Regions from separate parts of the Hordeum vulgare genome. Here region 1 is linked to region 2. Evidence: chromatin contacts called from public Hi-C data. All regions are on one chromosome and are shown on one strand. The core of a region is the stretch at or near the end of the contact, and the rest is flanking DNA. Distances in the headings are between cores, read along the strand shown. Region 1 has its middle 71 kb from the start of LOC123411511. Region 2 has its middle 10 kb from the start of LOC123411502.

Region 1 (5,381 bases), core at 246-2,745, 230 kb before region 2:
TGGCGTTTGGCTTCCGGGGAAAGCCGGTCGATCCGGAGTTCCGGACGCGACGTCTCGTGCAACGTACGCACTTGGCCGTGAGGCGTTCGCGTTTGTAGACGCAAGTGTTTTCGAAGCTTCAAACACTGCAAGCCACACGATCGACATCAACTTGTTTGACCCCACAGCGGATCATCGATGACTCTCGGCGTCTCGGGTCACACACGCCGGGATCGGCGGTAAAGCAAACAGCAAGAAGCGACATCGGGTCGTCGTCTTCCTTCACCGCCGCCTCGGCGTCCATTGTCCTCCGCTCACCGAGCTATGACCACTGCTGTTTTCCATGCATGCGCCGGCCGAACCTACAGCACGCGCGTTTGTGCTCGGCCTCCTCCGGTTACTGTCAACGACCGATACGTCAATGTGCTGCGCTAATATCTTGACGAACCATCTCTCCGATCTTTCGTTTTCTCGGTTGCTTTATCGAGCAGGGAAATCGTCAATGGCGGAATGGAATCGACGTTTCGATGGGAGAATCACTGAAGCGCGATCGCTCGTTCTGGGAGGGATTGATTGGGTTTGTTCTAACCGGCCCTTGGAGATACCCAAAAGAGGAGGGGATTCGAGGAGGAATATTGCCGCGGATAGAGTTCGTGAGCGAGCCTACCTCTGATTAGTTTTTGCTCAATAATTGCGCGCGGCTTTGACCCTGCCGATCCACGACGTGTCTGCTATGCTTAATTATGTGTGTGTGTGTGTGTGTGTGTGCCGGACTTGAGCAGCAACCCAGCTCTATGCGTTGAATCCTCTACAATTATTCTTCCCAAGAATTACTTACCTGTCTTTCTTTTTAGTTTACTTGAGCAAAACATTATATAGTTTCCTTCCTCCGATTTGAGCTTTGCCAAATTTATAAGTTCAGATAGCCAGTCAGCATGCCAGCATGCACACGCTTAACTGTCTACCTGAGTATATATGATTATATAGTTCATGAATGATTCAGTCGGTGTAGTGAAACGCATTTAAAAATGTCAGTCTTGCGATCTCGAGCTTGGAAGAGCCGCGATACATGAGTTTACTCGACCAAGTAAGCAGAGTGCCTTGGACTTGTATACATGAAAATTAGTAATTGAAACCTGGTCAATAGTTGAAACTATATCAAAAATAGCGTGAGAGCAGACCCGTGGAAATTTAATCTATATGTAGAAACTAGCGTGTGGTATTGTAATTTAGTCTGGACAATACTTGAAACCTGTCGGCAAGGTCACATCGCCTGGACTACGGCCCCTGTACGCAGAGACGGAGAGAGATGTTCTATTCAACTATCTGAAAAAATGTAAAAACCATTACAGTATTAAAGGCAGCAACAGAAAAAAAACTCATACAGATGTGAAAGAACGCAGAACCCTAATCACATCCGATGCAAGTTTCAGTTAACACCAACACCTAGACTCGTGTGATTAGCCGATTAATTGATTTGCTAGTTGGGTCGACTGGCAAGCGATTGAGCTAGCACGTAGCCATCTGTTTGCCGGGAGCCTGCTCCCTAATCAGGAGCCCAGGTTCGAGCTAATCCTCCTAGGGATACACAGATGATTGCTCTCCCCAGCTCACGAGTCAGATTCTCCCATGCTCAATCGCCCAACACATTCTCGCGCCATGTGAATCTCATTCTGTCACGCATGATCCAACTGCATAATGCATGGGTCTACTGGCAGGGAAATGGGCTGCAAAATATCTTGATCATGTGCTTGTAAACCAGCAGACAACTAGTTTTCCTTGTGCATAGTACTGCCGATGATTGGTGATCCAGTTGTCGCAATTTGGGGAGGATTTCTTTGTCGAGCTGTTTCCCGTAATTTCATCGGCGTTGATCCAACTGGAGCGGAGTTGAATACTCTGCGTGCATGATTAAGCCATTGGCCGCATACCCAATTAATGCCCTGACAAAATGGTTGGGTTGGAAATCCACATATCGTGTTGAGAACTTGAGATGAACCCAGCCGGATCGCAGTACCGGTCGGTTTAGCTTGATTTCTTTCCTGATTGCTGATAACGAAGTGCCACCCTCCAGCATATATGACCCGTGCGTGCTCCAAGCTACCATCAGCACTTTGTTTGCTCTGAAAAAGAAGCGATTTAGAAGCGTTAGGGATACTAGTCCGACTACTAGATGTTAAACCCGTAGTTCCTACGTTTAATTAACCCCTCCCTTTCCGAAATTAACAAGCATTTCACCATTAGAAAAGAGAGAAAGATCACTGTGTTGTCCGGTTCGTCGCGGGATGCATGAATGGTTGGATTGTTTTCTTACGTCGACGTACTAATTGAATATGTCACCGTTTCGGCCTTGGCGTGAACCTAACCAAGCAGTTGTTGAGACTATTAACATGAAGACTATCTGGCTAAATGCGAGGACCAGGAGAGGCTTTCACCGAATTTTCTAGCACAATTATTGGCCCAATTGCACGTTAACTTTTCTCCAGTTCCAGCCTTTTTAAAATCGGTTTCGTGCGGGTCATGGAAGATGAAACTCATCTAGCTGCTACGTAGCTAGTCGGAATATTCAGCAGTGGTAGCTGTGGTACCACTTTACCGCAAGTCGTTGTCACAAACTTTTGTTGAATCTTTTGGCAGATCGACTTCATATGCAAGTGGCGTAACCTCATGCCCCGGAACAGAACGGCACATAAGCAGGCGCAGTGCCGTGTGTGCATGATTGCATGGCTTGATGGATAATGCTGGTTGCTCAGCTGATATTTTCCTTCCTTGGTTGCAGATAAACACAATTGGTCTATATTTTTTTAGAAAAGAAGGAAGACCCCGTGTCTGCATCTGGACGATACATGCAGCCACTTTATTAATTATTCACAAAGATCTTATAAAATAATACATCAGTACATCTAAAGCCACCATCTCGACAACATATGTAACTACTCGTATCCTTGATGAAGGGATGTCGATAGTCCGAACCGAATACCAAACAAACTTCGCATCATAGCCTAACATCTAAAACCAAAGACCCCAACCGAGCCACAGTGTCGGGTCTCGGGCGCACAACGGTCCGACACACTCTCAGAAGCCGTCGCAACCGTCTCCATCAATCCATCTTCAGAGTTGTACCGACACATCGACCTTGCGAGGCCTATCTGCCATCAACGCCACCACGACGCCAGACAACACCACCATCCTGCGCTCGTCTATCATCACACGCCCACCGTCGAGACACCGCTGCTCCATGCCGCCGAGATCCGTCGTTGTTGACGTGCGAGATTCCACGCCGCTCCTCCAATACGAACACCACCTGCTGACACTGGTTCCATCCCCTCCGCCTGTAGTTTCTCTAACCGAGCACCCGAACGCTCCAGGCGACGTCTTCAAGAAGGACACGGCACATGCATTGCCGTCGCCGCCCAATCTGATGAGATTTTGGGTCTTCACCCGGGCATGGGGTCGGGATGGAGGGAAGGGACCTCGACAACGCTTGCAAGAAGGATAACATCGACCTTGGTCGTCCCCACCATCGGGATGAGCGAATCATCTAGAGTTTCCTTCGGTCCGCTGTCATCTCTACCAACTCCCGTGAACGCACTGAGGCCGACGACCGAGGTCGCAAGACACCAAGTGCAGCGGGCAAGAGCCTGCAACGTGGAGGAGATCCACCTGTAACTTGCCACCCACGCGGCCAAGACGCCATCCATCTGTCACCCGCGAGCGTCGCCAACCAAGGGCGCCACCGCCATACCTACAGGGGCCGCCGCCCCAGATCCAGTATTCTCCACGAAGATCGGAGCAACGAGATCCGCCACCACACGGCCCATGCCTCCGCCCAAACCTTCCACCGCCTGAGGTCACCGCTACCGTGAGCCGCCATGCTGCCGGAACACCCACACCCCATGGATCTGGGCAACGCACACCGCAGCAAACCCACCACCACCGGGACTCGCCGTGCCGTCGGGAGGGCCGCACCCCGCGGATCTGGGCGCCCGCGCCGTTTGTGCACCTGAGGGAGGGAGGAGAGGCCCTCCGCTGCCACCATCGGGGGCACGGGCTTTGCCTGACGCTGACCACCGGCAACGATGGAGGAGATGTGGGCGTCCTGGAAGGACTAGGCGGCGGCGACGTATGAGATCTCCCGAGATACCCACATGGGGGGCGACACAAGAGACGCGAGATGTTGTTGACGTGCGAGATTCCACGCCGCTCCTCCAATACGAACACCACCTGCTGACACTGGTTCCATCCCCTCCGCCTGTAGTTTCTCTAACCTAGCACCCGAACGCTCCAGGCGGCGCCTTCAAGAAGGACACGACACATACATTGCCGTCCCCGCCCAATCTGAAGAGATTTTGGGTCTTCACCAGGGCATGGGGTCGGGGTGGAGGGAAGGGACCTCGACAACGCCTGCAAGAAGGATAACATCGACCTTGGTCGTCGCCACCATCGAGATGAGCGAATCATCTAGAGTTTCCTCCGGTCCGCTGTCACCTCTACCAACTCCCGCGAACGCACCGAGGCCGACGACCGAGGTCGCAAGCCACCAAGTGCAGCGGGCGAGAGCCTGCAACATGGAGGAGATCTACCTGTAACTTGCAACCCACGCGGCCAAGACGCCATCCATCCGCCACCCACGCGGCCAAGACGCCATCCATCCGCCACCCACGCGGCCAAGACGCCATCTCCATGCCTACAGGGGCCGCGGCCCCAGATCCAGTATTCTCCATGAAGATCGGAGCAACAGGATCCGCCACCACGCAACCCATGCCGCCGCCCGAACCTGCCACCGGCTGAGGTCACCGCTATCGTGAGCCGCCACCCTGCCGGAACACCCACACCCCATGGATCTAGGCAACGCACACCGCAGCAAACCCACCACCACCGGGACTTGCCACTCTGTCGGGAGGGCCGCACCCTGCGGATCTAGGTGCCCGTGCCGTTCGTGGATCTGAGGGAGGGAGGAGAGGCCCTCCGCCGCCACCATCGGACGCACGCGCTTTGCCCGACGCCGACCACCGGTAATGATGGAGGGGAGGTGGGCGTCCTGGGAGGACTAGGCGGAGGCGACGTATGAGATCTCCCGAGATACCCACATGGGGGGCGACACGAGAGACGCGAGATGTGGTTCTGTGAGCTAAAAATTGGGGTAGAATTTCAATTCCCCGGCCTCTGCACCAACTAGGGATGCACACAACCTTTTTAAGTATGAGTACTAGGATTTTAATTCTCGGTTACGAACCAATCCTAGTCCTCAATAAATGAGTGAGTACCACGAAAGCGTGGTCCTCAAGAATAAATAGCAACCTAAATTCACCTCCGTGAGGATTTGAACTCAGGTGTTGAGTTTGTACATCCACTCCCACAACAAGTTGAGCTAGGCTCACTTCCCACACAATTGGTCTCGA
Region 2 (5,037 bases), core at 1,718-4,217:
GCTGGTGAGAGAGTCACAGCTGAGAGAGAGCGAGAGAGAGATGGTTGACGTGGAGAGGGAGGTGACAACCGGCCGGAGGTCGTTCGGAGATGAACGCCGTGCACCATGGCGCATGGCTGCTGCCGCCGTCCTGCGAGCTCGGGAAGCAGCAGGCCAGCAACCTGGATCATACGTAGGTACGCGAGCGGTGGCGGTGGCGACGCGTTATCGTTATTAGTTTTGTGGATTCCGGGGAGGTGATCGCCTGCGCCCGGAGCTATGGGCTGATCCCGGAGTTTGGTTAAACAAAAGGGACAGCCAAGTGTCAACGAGGTACGACCGTACGAGGCGTCGCGTCCGGATCGGCCTCGGCTTTCCCCGGAGGCCAAACGGCAGCTCCAAAGAAAATAATTGTGCAGAAACGCGAATACGTTGTGCAGAGCCAGAGCTGGTAAGGGGCGGACTATGGGCTGGTAAGGAGCTATTGGCTGACGGAGATGGTGTTGACCTGAGTATATTATATACTCCCTCTCCATTTAAATAATTGGAATTAGAGAGAACTAGTTTAATTTTTCCAAAAAAAATTATATTTAGATGCAGAGGGAGTATGTTACAAGTGCCCCCTCCGATCTGTGCTTCCCGCACAACCAAATATATGTCTTTCATGAAAGTATTGATTTCCGAGATTATTAATTGAGGAGTACATCTTTTAAAGATAATTTTATCTTTTCAGGTTACGACAAATGATGCATTTCATGCATGTCATTTGTCATAATCTATGTGTTTTTTTTCATATATCTGTACTTTTAAAATGTTTTGTCTTTTAAATCGTGCGTTTAAATCTTGAATCGTTTTCATTGTTGGATTCTCGTGTCGAGATCTTTAAAACTAGATCCCTAGTCGATAGGTTTTAACGAATATTTTTTATGAAAAAATATGCCCCTTGCGGTAAGAAAAAAACAGAAAATATGTTTTTCGTGTTTTATTTCCTTTCCGAGAGGCACGGCCGTGCCTCTCACGAAGGCAAACTCATGCTTTTTGAGGAAGCAAAACCGTGACTCTCACGAAAAAACATGTTTTTTCTTTTCGAAAGGTACGGGCGTGCCTCTTGCGAAGGCAAAATCGTACCTCTCACAAGCAAAACTGTGCCTTTCGTGAAAAAAAATACGTTTTTTTCTTTTCGCAAGGCAAAACCGTGCATCTCACGGAAACAAAACAGTGTCTCTCGCAAGAAAAAAAAACATTTGTTTTCGTTTTTGAGAGGCACGGTCGTGCCTCTCGTGAAGGCAAAACCGTGCCTCTTGCAAAAAGAAACACATTTTTTTTTGTTTCCGAGAGGCACGTCATGCCTCTCGCGAAGGCAAAACCGTGTCTCACAAACAAAAAAAAAACAAAGAACACATTTTTTCTCGCAATTTTTTTTAAGAATAAATTTCGTCAAAAAAATAAGAAAGACCGGCGAAAATCGAAACACCAAAAAACAGGGAAAAAATCTAAAAAACAAAAACGCATGCAAAATAAATAAAGAAAGAAATTCGGAAAAAACGCTCACAGCGCGACACATGACGGTGGCTGAGAATGCATCAATTGGCGACGAGTGGGAATGATTGTTGGGAGGCTCGCGAATGAGCGCTCGCTAACTAGTTGTTCCCATTGATCTCATTTGGTTTCCCGAAAAGCACAGTTATACCTCTCACTTATGCAATTTTATGCTTACATGAAATGCAAATATGTATTTCTTGCGGAATCACGTTCTTTTCTTCCCCCAAGCAGATTTGTAAAATAAAAAAATTAGACATAATGTTTTTTATTTCGATATGTACAAAAAATATACAATGTATATGAAATGTACAAATCAAAAATATGTATTTAGAAATATATGTTATATGTATATGAAAAGAAAATCATCATCTATACGAAAAAGAACAAAAAGATGAAAACCAACAAAGAAACAAAAAAAAATTGATGAACTAGAAACAACCAATAAACGTTCTAAAAACTAACAAGAACCGTAAACAAATAAACATACAAAAATGGAAGAAAAAACACAAAGAAACATTATAAAAATTGTGGAAAGGAAAGAGAAACAATGAAAATAAAAAACAATAAAAAAAGAAAAAAGTGAAGGAAAAACTCGCGAAAACCAAGGAAAAACAATGAAAACAAAACAGAACATACGTTTTTAGTACAGTATAGACGCAAGCGTTTATATACACGCGCATACACTCATCCCTAGGAATATAACCAGGAAAATAGAGAAATAGACTTCGGTATGGCGTATAGGGTGCGCTTGCTACTCGCGTATTCGGTGTAGGATGTTTTCACGCTCATTTTACTACTATGCTACTAATGTGTAGTTTAGGAAGAAAAAAACGTTTTCTGCTAATTTTGACAAAATATCGATGAAATAAAAATATGTTAACAGGTCTAAAAAAATTGTGAATTTAGCAACATGTTTGCAAATTTGAAAAAAAAATGTGAATTTTAAAAATGTTCAGGAATCCAAAAAAGGTTTCATGAATTAGAAATATCTTTATAAATTTCGCTAAATATTCAAGATTTCCAAAATATTCATAATTTTTAAATAAGTTCATAAATTCATAAAATGTTGGTGACAAAAAAAATGTTGTATGGTTCAAAAAAGGTTTGTGATAAGAAATGTTCTCAAATTAAAAGATACAATTGTTGGTAAAACACCCATGAGCTAAAAAATCAGAAAACTTGGAAAACAGGTAAGAAACAAATTTTGAAAAACAATATATTCGAAAAACTAATTAACCACATAAAAGGAGTAAAAATTGGAGCAAAAACAAAACAACAACCAGCAAACCTGTGTTTTCAAAATATATTCCCGAAATTAATAAAGGCCTCAATTGGCCGGCCCATATAAGAGATTATCGATGTGGTTCTGAGTGCTAATGAAGGAGCGCACCTTCACCATGCAGAGCGTACGGTGTGGCGGGAGCTCTTAATTGGCGAAATCCCTATTTGACGCTCACCGCGTTGTCCTGTCGGGGTTTCGCATAGACGCACCTAACTAACGTTTGGGAATGGGCCGATCCATTTATATGCTACACCTTCGGTTTTGGGAACCTTCTAGAATTTTTCACCCGATTTTTGAAAAATTGAGACCTCTAGAAGGCCTAAGCCAACACCTTCGGTTTTTCATGTTTTGAAATATTGTTCAACATTTCAAAAAATATTATTTTTTTTCTAAATTTGTCCACGAATTCAATAAAATGTTTATAGTTTACAAAAGTTTTACAAAATATTTTTGGAAATTTCATAAACTATTTTTTCTCTGATTTAAAAGTTTTCTAAAATCTTGAATATATTTTATTTTAAAAAAGTTCCAAATTTTAAAAATATATAATTTTCCTAACTTCGTAGGTAAATCGAAAAATGGACTGGTTTTCAAAAAACATTCTTCAAATTAAATTTTTTTTTGCTTCAAATACGGAAAGAAAAGGAAAAAAGGAAAGAAAACCGAACCAAAAAGAAAAAAAAATACGCAGAAAAGGAAAAAAGAAACAGAAAAATATTACTAAATTTTTTTGAAACCAAAAAATAACTGGGTCGGCGCAACTCGGGCTAGTCCCTGTGCGTTGCAGCCCTTGCCTGCCGCATCGAGCGGCAGGTAGGAGCTCGCATTGGCAAAATCCCTATTTGACGCTCTCTGCATGGTCCTGTCAAGGCTTGGCACAGATGCACCCAGCTAACGTTTGGGAATGGGTCGGTCCATTTATATGCAAACACCTTCGGTTTTGAGAAAATTTAAATATTTTCAGCCAATTTTTTTTGGTTTTGGGAACTTACTAAAATATTTCCTGATCCGGTTTTTTTGTTTTCTTGTTTCTTTATTTTACTTTTTTGTTTCTGTTTTAAAAATGTTTTGGATTTTCAAAAAATGTTTCAGAATTTGAAAAAATGTTTCGGATTTGAATTTTTTTCTGAAATTTGAAAAAATATTTCAGAATTTTAAGAAATATTCAGAAATTCGAAAAAATGTTTTGGAATTTAAAAAAATGTTCTTGTATTTTTACTAAAATGTTTCGCATTTTTCGAAAAAATGTTCCAAAACTTTAAAAATAATCCGAAATTTGAAAATATGTTCCGGAATTTGAGAAAATGTTTTGAATTTTTAAAAATGTTCCAGAATTTAAAAAAATGTTCAGGAATTTCCAACAAATGTTAAGGAATTCGGAAAAATGTTCCGGATATGAAAATATGTTACGGACTTTTAAACAATGTTCCGAAATTTAAAAAATGTTCTAGCAGTTTAAAAAATGTTCAGATATTTTTACTAATATGTTTAGGTTTTTTCAAAAAAATGTTCCAAAATTTGAATAAAAAACCGGAATTTGAAATAATGTTCCAAAATTTATAAAAATGTTATGGAATTTGAAAAAAATAGAAAACCGATTATTATTATTTTCAAACAATAAAATAAGCTGGGCCGGCCTAGGAGCATTCTATCCCTACATAACTCCACTTTTTTTGTGGTCTCCAGATTCGTTGTTGGTCGCTAACTTGGGCCGACCTATTAGGATGTCCTCCTATGTGTGCGGGCCGTAATTTGCCGCAGAGAGCGACAGATAGGACTTCCCCTAATTGGCGCTGCTCGCTCCAATTCGGTAAGCTGGCGCTCACATCCTCGAGCTTGTGGGTCGGTCCAACAATCAACTTCGCTTGTTGGCTTCCATTCGCTCGATCGCAACCTACTGTTGATCGGTTAAGTTCTCATAAAATAATACTCTCTCTGTCCCAAAATAAGTGTCTTAAGCTTAGTACAATTTTGTACTAGAGCTAGTACAAAGTTGAGACAGTTATTTTGGGACAGAGGAGTACTATTGATCGATCAAACCGTTTGACCATTGACTTCTCAAAAACTGATCTAAAAAAGTTCATTGATTGGAAAAATAGTTCAAAAGTTAAAAGAAATCATCAATTTTTTTAAAAAAATCATCAAATTTAAAAAGAGTTTATCCATTTTGAAAAAGTTCATTGGACTTTTAAAATAACATCAAGTTTGTAAAAAAATCATCGATTATCAAAAGA

What was found. A called contact is a pair of places that touch in the nucleus more often than the background predicts.
Region 1: a Hi-C map of leaf shows a contact between it and region 2, with 6 times the contacts expected there. The contact joins two enhancer-like sites. A contact is called at or near these places in 3 of 6 Hi-C or Micro-C datasets (leaf and seedling).

Annotation. Positions count from the first base shown.
Region 1 is chr1H:376,551,950-376,557,330 of MorexV3_pseudomolecules_assembly, reverse strand. No RefSeq gene overlaps it. Among protein-coding and RNA genes, the nearest start is that of LOC123411511, 71 kb to the left of the region's middle. Within about 2 kb of position 1,495, at least 3 of the 3 cell types and tissues checked have open chromatin away from gene starts, as enhancers often do. A contact at or near this core is called in leaf and seedling, where this site is marked.
Region 2 is chr1H:376,319,676-376,324,712 of MorexV3_pseudomolecules_assembly, reverse strand. No RefSeq gene overlaps it. Among protein-coding and RNA genes, the nearest start is that of LOC123411502, 10 kb to the left of the region's middle. Within about 2 kb of position 2,967, at least 3 of the 3 cell types and tissues checked have open chromatin away from gene starts, as enhancers often do. A contact at or near this core is called in leaf and seedling, where this site is marked.